2 separate regions of the Zea mays genome follow, and region 2 is linked to region 1. The links are chromatin contacts, called in public Hi-C maps. All regions are on one chromosome and are shown on one strand. Each heading gives the region's core, a stretch centred on a gene start, on an enhancer-like site or on the middle of the called end of the contact. The rest is flanking DNA. Distances are from core to core; before and after follow the strand shown.

Region 1 (5,264 bases), core at 1,690-4,189:
CTGATAGTCAGCTGATATTTTATCCATGTTTAAATATAAGAAGCATGAAAAATCTAAATGCCTTTCAGCCACAACCCCCTTTCCCATCCTGTTATTTTTTGGCCTGAAATTTGTAGGTGCGAACTAACACATTTATAGTCACAATGAATGAAAGGGGCTGCATTTTTATGTGGTCAGATACGGACATGAGTGCATCATGCTGTTATCTGATTCTGGTAGATTCTTGGTGCCATGTATGAAATGCTGTCAACTTGCATTTGTACCAGATGCTAGAGGACACATCCATACAGAATTTTATTTACTAAATAGTCCCCATATTTACCCAAATAAAAAGGTCCCCTAATAGAATTTGAGAACCAAAATTTGTGCGTTTAGATTTGGAGGGTCGACTGATAGTCAGCTGATATTTTATCCATGTTTGAAACTGAGCGCTGAAGTTACTCTCTGAACTCTCATGTTAACTGAATCTGTGTTGCAAACTTCTCGCCATCGAAACTGCTGTTTTACAATCATTGGATTTGCGTTGGTTTATGCTTCAGTCTGTGGTATATGCCCCACCCAGCCATGGCGGACCGACTTGCTCCCTGGCGTAGCGGCGCCATGGCACTAAAGACACTATCTGAAACTAAAAAACAATTTAGGTAGTTAAGGAATCAAGCTACTTTGTTTATATTAGCGTTTTTACAGTTTAGCACTAATGAACCTCACCTTGTTGCTGAAACGAATGATATGTGGTTTTTACATGTTTGTATGCTTTATATTAAGATTATTTGTTATACTAACATTTATCTTATTGTTGGCACTCATAAATAGCAAAGACATGGAATTTGCTATTTAACTGAAGACCATGTTTGTTCAGAAACAGAAAATAATGGATTTATAATGTTGTTAGATGCCTGAACTCTGCATGCTTATACACATAACATTTGTGTGTGTAGTGAACCCTGGGCAATATATGTGAAATGAAAAAAATGTTGCTTACCACTGGAATCTGTTTTCTTAAACGAAGTAACTAACTGATACTTGAAAGTTTATTGGTTTCGTCTGTTAGTTTGTCTAATTATATAAGTTTTCGGTTGCTAAATTTCTATATATATGTTAGGCTGGATATATGGGTGTGCATATCAGACTGAAGCTTTTTTAGGATGTCTGAGACAATTGCAGTTTAGTATGCAATGAATCCTGGACTATATATGTGAAATAATGAAAAAATGTTGATTATCATTGGAATCTATTTTCTGAAACGAAGCAACTGGGTACTTGAAAGTTTATCGTTTTCATTTGCTAGTTTGTATGGATGTGCATATCAGATTGAAGTTTTTTTTCTTCTAGGATAGCGTTGCTTTGCTGATATATGGGTGTGCATATCAGAATGAAGCTTTTTTAGGATGTCTGAGACAATCGCAGTTTAGTATGCAGTGAATCCTGGACTATATATGTGAAATAATGAAAAAATATTGATTATCATTGGAATCTATTTTCTGAAACGAAGCAACTGGATACTTGAAAGTTTATCGTTTTCATTTGCTAGTTTGTATGGATGTGCATATCAGATTGAAGTTTTTTTTCTTCTAGGATAGCGTTGCTTTGCTCCCTGCTATGAAGCTATGAATGTGTGCGAGCTTACATATATCATCTTCCCCTTTGTTTTCTTTTATTTCCTCGAAAGCTAAAAATTTATTTCCTCGGAAGCTATGGATGTGTGCGAGCTGCCAATCTCTGAGTTTCAGACTGGTGTTGAGAAGGATGGCTCCGTTGGGCGCAGGGGGAGGGGGTAGGCGTTGTCGTGGGAGCGCGTCCAACACAGGACACCGCGCGCTGCGGCGGCGGGCGCGGGAGTCAGAGCGACGGAAACAGCAGTGGGGTTCAATGAGGGGTTGTGCGCGGATGGGATAGCAGAAGAAGGAGGAAGAGACAGTCCATCGGAAGATCGGGTGAGATAGCGGGAGGAGGAGGAAGAGACATTCCAACGGAAGACGAAAACCCTAACGCCATTTTTTTCTAGAAAAAGTTGTGTGAGAAGAAAAAATCTGAGAAAAAACACACCTGACTTGAAGAGAGGCCGGCGCAGGAGACGACGCACGATCGATCCGCAGTCGCCGTTCGTGAATGGTGAGAGCGTCGTCCTTTGGAAATGGAAGGGATGAAGACCGGAACCTTTTTTTCTCCTTGTTCTGATGGCAAACTGACCGATATGCAAGGAGTCCAAGGACCTGGAAGTATCCGGTTGACTGTGTGGTAGCTGCTACGGGAAGCTTCCAGTCGCTGGCCGTGCGATGCATTCACAGCCGTTGACAGACTATCCAATGGCTGAAAAAATTTAAGCCGACGTGGACGCACGTATTTCCTCCCTTGCTCCCGGCTCTTTATCTATAGAATTTTCAAAGTATGTGTCATGAATAATCGAATCTATTCAAATTAAAATTGTATTCTGAATTCATACGAACTTAAGATGTTGGTAGTCATCAGCGTTAAAAAGGTGTAACTTAGAACAAACCTAGATGTTCTTTCTTGTTGACAAAACAAACCTAGATGTACTTTATTAATAAGTCGAAAATACTAGGAAAAGAAGCTTGTTAACCCCACAGGCCACAACTCAGATCAAAATTGTTCGCCTGCAATGACTCAAAAAAAAAAAAAATCGTTGCCATGCATGGTCGGTAATCACCAGGCCCATGGAAAGGTATGTGTGATGGGCCATGCGCCGTGGACCTGGTCCGCGATAAACGCTGACTTGGCCCAGCCCAAAAGAGACGCCGACGGCGACGAGGACGTTTCAGGAGATCTCTCCCGCCATCGGGACGTTAGCCGTGCGGCGAAGCCTCTGCAACAACCTCGAACCCTCTCGAGCTCGTCGAACCTTCTGGCTCGCCACCGCGCTCCCTTCTCCGACTTCCTCACCACGCTATAAATATACCCCGCCTCGCTGCCCTGTCACCATCGCATCATCATACCACCGATCGAAGGCACACTAGGCACTAGCTAGGAAGAGCGCATCAGGAAGCGTACGTCAACTGGCTTGCGCGTCGATTCTTGTCTTGAAGTTGAAATCTTGGCGCGAGTGTCGACCTTTAATCAATCGGGCGTAGTTTTTTGCTCACTGATCAGCGAGTTCTGTTAGATTGAACTTTAAAGTGCGCACGCACTGCCCTGAAGCCTTCGGGTCCGTGACGATGTCGAGGAGAGCCGCAGCAGCGCTCGCGCTCGCGTGCCTCGCCGTGATGGCGGCGGCACTGGCGGACGGCGCGCTGCTCCCGTGGTTCGGCGAAGGGAGGCGCGGGGGCGACGAGGCCGCGGCGGCGGCGGCGTCTCCGCTGTCCGGGCCCGGGGTGGGCCTCCTGGCCGACCCGTTCCGGATCCTGGAGCACGTCCCCTTGGGCTTCGACCGGGACGACGTGGCCATGGTCTCCATGGCGCGCGCGGACTGGCGCGAGACTCCCGACGCGCACGAGATCGTGGTGGACGTGCCCGGGATGCGCAGGGAGGACCTCAAGATCGAGGTGGAGGACTACAGCCGGGTGCTGCGAGTCAGCGGCGAGCGGCGGCGCGCGGAGGAGCACAGGGGCGACCACTGGCACCGCGAGGAGCGCTCCCACGGCAGGTTCTGGCGCCAGTTCCGCCTCCCCGAGAACGCCGACCTCGACTCCGTCGGCGCCAGCCTCGACAACGGCGTCCTCACCGTGCGGTTCCGGAAGCTGGCCCCCGAGCAGGTCAAGGGCCCGCGCGTCGTTGGGATTGCCGGGGGAGACGGTGACGGCGACGCGAAGAAGAGTATTGGCGGCGGCGCCGGGGATGGTCATCATCAGACCAAGAAGGTGGAGCTCTGAACAGTCAAACGAGGGGTGTTCGCGTTTTTTTTTTTTGGGTATGTTCTGTATGTTCCACGACGTATCCGGTATCTCCACCTGTATTGTATGGAGAGGCAGAGAAAGTGTGCGATCTTGACTGAGAAATAAAAACCTACAGCACTATCCCTTCAATTCAAAACACAGTTACTGATGATCTTGCATGACTTTTTTTCTCTTCGGAGAAGCTATTCTGTGTCCGAGTATATGGTTGTTCTACGTTATTTTTTACGAATAACTCATTACATCTATTTCAAATTAACTCATGCATACTTATCTCCTCCGCGCAACCAATCTCCACGTACCAAACTACACATACGCATACAAACCACACATCCGCATAGATGGTCAAACGGCCCGGCATGGTCCCGCCCTGCCGCAGCTCCGGCCAGATACGGTAGCTCGTTGAGCCATCAGCGTAAAATGTTAAAAACGATGCAGAAGGTGGGTTCAAACCCACGTCTTGATAGAAGAAGAGCGAAAGACACTAGGTGAAACCATCTAACCAGTAGAACATCATTCTTAAGTGTTTTTAATATTAAATATAAATTATACATATGTATATATGATTTTTTGTAAAATAAAAAATATAATCGTGTCAAGCCGGACCAGCACTACGGGTCGAGGCTACGGCCCAAACACAGCACGTCGCTCGTGCCGGACTGGTTCAATCACTATTAAATGTGTCGTGCCTCGAGCTGGCCCGCGAGACACAACCCATTTGACCATTTATACCTCTGCATGATAATGATGGAACTCGCCTCAGTTGCCGCCATCTCGTTCGCCATCCTGCTTCTTTTCTCTCTCCCCTCATGTCTTCGCCTCCGCGCCACCCATTCTCGGCAGACCCACGCAGTGGTTATTGCACGTCCATGAGGACATTTCACAGCATGCGCGCACCATCATTTTCGCCGTCGTCGGACGTCCCATTCGTCTTCCCGGCCTTCACCTGCTTGTTCTTCCTCCCCAACCTGCTGTGACCGCTCACAGTCGCAGCCACGAGCCGATCGACGCGTGTCGACGCGGGTACAAGGCGAGTCGGTCTTGCTCCTAGCCTTTCTCCGTGCGTGCCGCTGAGGAGGACATGGTGGCGCCTGCCACGCTTAAATTATCTTGGCGATGAGGAATCCATGTCTAAGATATTGGACAACTAAGGCCCGTAGCGCGGCAGCAGTCGGCATATGCTACGGAGTTGGTGGTGGTGTTGTGTCGCCTCGGTGGGTCTAGGGCTGGGAAGGCACTCGCATTCTCTCGTCCTTCTCGGACTGACGCCTGGTGCGGGTGCCTCTCGGTTTGGAGCTGCTCCGGCTGGGCTTCTTTCTCCGCTTGCGTGCTCTCTTCCTATATGTATCTAGCGATATACTACCTATGTCGCCTCCAGATGTCCAGGTTTTCGTCGTATCCTTCTCCAGCAATGAA
Region 2 (5,264 bases), core at 1,043-3,542, 160 kb after region 1:
GCCCGAATGGCTGGGTTGTACCGTGCCTCAAACTTAGGCACGACACAGCACGGCACGACTAGATGGATCGTGTTTGAACCAATATGGCATGAAGTGAGGCATGAATTAGAAAACTAGCATTTAAATGGTTATTTCATGCTCTAATATTTTTTTATCTTCACAAAAGTTATAGAAAATATTAATTTCTATTTCACATATGGTTTTTTATCTATATCAAAGTTATGAATATTTTGATGATATATCTTTTTAGATATATATAGGTTTTTGTCCGCGTGCTTGAGCCGACACAACACATCATCAGCCTACTATTCTTCGGGTTGGACCGGGCCTAGCTTTTAATAACTGAGCGCGGCACGGTCCACCACAAAATTATCTCATGTAGAGTGTGAAATACGATGGACCTGGGCCGTGCAGTCACGCAAACTTTCGGCTCTGCTCACCCTTCTCACGATGCCCTCATCGCTCGTTGGCGTTGCTCCGTCCGCCGTGACCGCGCGCCACCAACCGGGCTCGCCCCTCCCACCGGTGACTCACCGCCATACGAAGAACAGAAGCCAGAGAAAGAAGAGTTACTTTGGTTCGTACTAAAATATAGTGACCTGGAGGTGGATCAAACGTCGTTGCGAGCGTATAAAAAAGAACGACTCAGTTAGACACTACGAACACGGAATTGTCATGGCATAGAGATCCAATTAATTAACCCTATGAATTATGGCGAACAATGATGCAGTTACTGGCTCTCTTCTTCATAATCTTCCTCGTCAGACTGCTCACCGTCACTTGCAGCCGCTGCCCCCGCGTTATTGTTGTCATGGTACTGCTGGTAATGTGGGCGTGGAGCATGGCGGTGCCTGTCAACATGGCTGATCCGGTAACGGCTATGGTGATTGCTGCTGCCACCGGCGTCGGTAACCAGTGACATCCTCGGAATCCTCCTCGACGAGCCAACAGCAGGGACGGCGGCCGTGGCAGGAGACGCGTGATTCTTGGCCTGCGTGAGCTCCATCTGCGTGTCGAGGAAGAACCGCACGCGCTGCGACTCCAGCTCCTGCGCGAAGTCCATGCGCCGACGCTCCATCTCGGCCTCCTGTTCCAGCTTCGTGGCCTCCACGCGCTCGTACGCCTCGCCGAGGCGCCGTATCGCCTGAGCCAGCTCCCGAAGCCCCTGCGCGCGGTCGCCGCCTCCGTCGGAGCGCCCATCGTCCGTCCTCTTCCTCTTCCCGTTCACCGCCGGAAGGGCCGGCATTGGCGGGAAGCCGTCGGAGGAATCGGAGGACACCGACGGCTCCGGCGAAGGCGCCCTCCGCTTGGCCCCGGATCCTGCTGCGGGCATGAGCGGCGTGCGGCTGCGTTGAGGGAAGCCCACTCGCGGCGCCGCAGGCATCTGGCTGCGGCTGTTGGAGTTGTGCCCGCCGCCGCCGTTGCCGGGCTTGTTGCCGTAGGTGGGCGCGAGGAGAAAATCGAGGCGGTCGAAGAACTGCCAGCCGGAGACCGGCTTGATCCTCTCGACCTTGTACTTCTTCTTGAGCGTGTCGATGCGGTTTTTGCACTGGATATCGGACTTGGGCGCCTTGGAGTAGCCGTCACGGGAGGAGACGGCTTCGGCGACCTCCTGCCACTGCGGGTGGCGGAGGCTGCCGCGGCCGAGCGCGACGAAGCGCTCGCCCCAGGCGTCGATGAGCGCGGACGTGGCGCCGTCGCTCCAGGCGTCCTCCCTCCCGCCGCCGCCGCCGCCATCGCCGCCGGCGCTAGCGTACAGGGACGCCGCGGTCCTATGGATCGGGAGCGCGACCGCCATGGAAGCGCCCGGCGGCGCAGCGGCGACGGTGACGGGGCCGTCCACGGGGAGCGCGGAGGAGGAGGGCGGCGACGGGGAGGAGGAGGGCGACACGTCGTCGTCGTCGTCCATCGCGGTCGCGGCGGATCGGAGCGATTTGGGCGTGGAGAGGGGAAGGGGATCTGATCTGATTTGGTTTGGCTAGGGTTGGTTTCGATGGTGCGCCGGTACCGGCGGCGTGGTGTGGTCGTGCTTTGAGGGGGATCCGGCTGAGGCACGGCAAGGGCAGCGCGGGGCGCGTTGGCATGGGCCAGGCCGGGAGGATGGGCCGGCGCAGGTGGTGGAGTGCGGGGAAACGGCCGGCGGCGGGGTGGTTTGGGCTGGTTGGAACCCGATCCGGACGCGTCGGCCGGCAGGAAGACCGCTCGTCCACCACGTTCCGTCCATGGTACGACCTCCTCGAAGAAATTGGGATGGGAAACCGTGTGGCTCTTGCCCGCGAAATATCAATTTTAGAGCCGCACATGTGTACCTCATCAAGCAGAGAGATCAAAACGAAGAACGACGCTTTATATAAAGTTAGTTTGCTCGAGTAACGAGATAGTTTATCATCTTCTCGCTACCTATTTTTTGTTTAGTTTATGTAATGGAATAAGTTGATTATCATCATTTCATTTATTATAGTCTAATAGTTAGTAATAATATTATGAATGAGTTTATCCCACTAAATTTTTAAAATAGACTCGTGATGCATCACCTCATCTAGAATAGATTGATTATTCAAACCAAACATCACAATAATATTTAAGTCCCAATAATATTTAAGTGCTAATAATATTTGTCATGATAAAGCTATTAGAGCAACTCCAAGATACTCTATATTCTTCTTAATTAATATAATTAGAGATTTTTACACAAAAAAATATCTTCCAACAACTTATTTAAATGACCATCTTATATTCCAGGTTCTCATTAGCCAAAATAGAAAATGTGAATGGTTCTCTAAAGTACAAGATATACAAAAGCTATTGGAGATTGCAAATATATAGAAAATATTTTTTTATATAAATGACTCTCCAAATTATAATTTAGAGAGTGAAATTTAGAAAGAGTCTTAAAGATGCTCTTATCAATCGGAGTGCATTCATTCTCTGTGGGGTCTTCGAGGGCCAAATTCTTCGACCAATCTGGCAACTTTGTTTGATGAGATGTTGTCCCAAGCAAGATATGTAGAGTTTAATTGTGTCCATTTACTTGTCATGCTATTTGGGCACTTCATAAAAACAAAAAAGGTGTTGGCTTCCCCGAAGACGGTGGATCGTGTTGATCAAGTCATGGAAACCAATCATCAAACATAAGGTTGCGTGATCGTGACACTATAGACAATATTGTTTATAGATTATAGTTTAAAATAAGAGATAAGATATGAGATAAGATAGGATAACTGTAGAGATAGCCTAACTCTATGGTGACGGCTTAAGAGACCATTGGCAAGATGAACAAGGCCTCATGGAGACGTGAAGCATGTGGAAAGCATAGTAGTTTGTTTTATAGTGTCGGCGTTTCGAGACCGGGGGTCCCTGAGCCGACGAGTGAATGTCGTCGCGTGCCCCAGCCCAGATGGGTCGACGCGAGGCCGAGCGCGAAGGGGGGAAAGCGAGGCGGCCGGAGACCGGCGTGAGAGAGGTGGGAATCCCGCGGCCTTCGTGTTCGTCCCGCGTCCAGGTCGGGTGCGCTTGCAGTAGGGGGTGAAAGGGAATTAGGCTTACACCTAGTCCCTAATTAATTTTGGTGGTTGAATTGACCAACACAAAACTTTGGACTAACTAGTTTGCCCAAGTGTATAGATTATACAGGTGTAAAAGGTTCACACTTAGCCAATATAAAGACCAAGTTTTGGATTCAACAAAGGAGCAACGAGGCAACCGAAGGCACCTCTGGCTGAAGGCACCGGACTGTCCGGTGTGCACCGGACAGTGTCCGGTGCGCCCAGAGGACTCCAACTCCACCTCTTCGCCCTCGGGAATTCTCGGAAGCCGGCGCGCTATAATTCACCGGACTGTCCGGTGTGCACCGGACATGTCCGGTGCTCCATGGAAGCACGATCTCCGGAACTCGCCAGCCTCGGGTTCGTGCGACAGCCGCTCCGCTAAAATTCACCGGACTGTCCGGTGTACCAGCGGAGCAACGGCTCTTTTCGGCGCCAACGGCTCCCTGCGGTGCATTTAATGCGCGCGCAGCGCACGCAGACGTCAGACATGCCCATACCGGTGCACCGGACATCAAACAGTACATGTCCGGTGTGCACCGGACACCCAGGAGGACCCAGAAGTCAGAAGCTCCAACGGTCAGAATCCAACGACAGTGATGACGTGGCAGGGGCACCGGACTGTCCGGTGTGCACCGGACTGTCCGGTGCGCCATCGAGCAGACGCCTCCAGCCAACGGTCATGTTTGGTGGTTGGGGCTATAAATACCCCAACCACCCCACCATTCATTGCATCCAAGTTTTCCACTTCCCAACTTCTACAAGAGCTCTAGCATTCAATTCTAGACACACCAAAGAGATCAAATCCTCTCCAATTCCACACAAAGCCCTAGCGACTAGTGAGAGTGATTTGCCGTGTTCATTTGAGCTCTTGCGCTTGGATTGCTTCTTTTCTTTCTCACTTATTCTTGTGATCAAAATTCCATTGTAATCAAGGCAAGAGGCACCAATTGTGTGGTGGCCCTTGCGGGGAAGTTTTGTTCCCGGCTTTGATTTGAGAAGAGAAGCTCACTCGGTTCGAGGGACCGTTTGAGAGAGGGAAGGGTTGAAAGAGACCCGGCCTTTGTGGCCTCCTCAACGGGGAGTAGGTTTGCAAGAACCGAACCTCGGTAAAACAAATCTCCGTGTCTTACTTGCTTATTCGCTTGGGATTTGTTTTCCGCCCTCTCTTGCGGACTCGTTTCTTTATTACTAACGCTAACCCGGCTTGTAGTTGTGTTTATATTTGTAAATTTCAGTTTCGCCCTATTCACCCCCCCTCTAGGCGACTTTCAATTGGTATCAAAGCCCGGTGCTTCATTAGAGCCTAACCGCTCGAAGTGATGTCGGGAGATCACGCCAAAAAGGAGATGGAGACCGGCGAAAAGCCCACTACAAGCCACGGGAGCACTTCATCGGAAGAGTCCCGCACCAAAAGGAGGGAGAAAAAGAAGAGCTCCTCCAACAAAGGGAAGGAGAAGAAATCTTCTTCTCACCACAAAGAGAAGAAGGAAAAATCTTCTTCCCACAAGCCGCATCGGAAAGGCGACAAGCACAAGAGGATGAGGAAGGTGGTCTACTACGAGACCGACACTTCATCAACATCGACCTCCGACTCCGATGCGCCCTCCGTCACTTCTAAGCGCCAAGAGCGCAAGAAGTATAGTAAGATCCCCCTACGCTACCCTCGCATTTCCAAACATACACCTTTACTTTCCGTCCCATTAGGCAAACCACCAA

The links. A called contact is a pair of places that touch in the nucleus more often than the background predicts.
Region 2: a Hi-C map of leaf shows a contact between it and region 1, with 4 times the contacts expected there. The contact joins the promoter of LOC100285537 here to the promoter of LOC100283239 in region 1. A contact is called at or near these places in 5 of 25 Hi-C or Micro-C datasets (bundle sheath, leaf and tassel).

What each region holds. Positions count from the first base shown.
Region 1 is chr10:122,368,718-122,373,981 of Zm-B73-REFERENCE-NAM-5.0, forward strand. It overlaps LOC100283239 (22.0 kDa class IV heat shock protein), which reads left to right and starts at 2,940. Exons shown (of 1, transcript NM_001156141.2): 1 at 2,940-3,981. The coding sequence starts at 3,174. The coding sequence ends at 3,827. It also overlaps the pseudogene LOC103641691.
Region 2 is chr10:122,530,354-122,535,617 of Zm-B73-REFERENCE-NAM-5.0, forward strand. LOC100285537 (6b-interacting protein 1) reads right to left here and starts at 2,293. Exons shown (of 1, transcript NM_001158428.2): 1 at 673-2,293. The coding sequence starts at 1,909. The coding sequence ends at 731.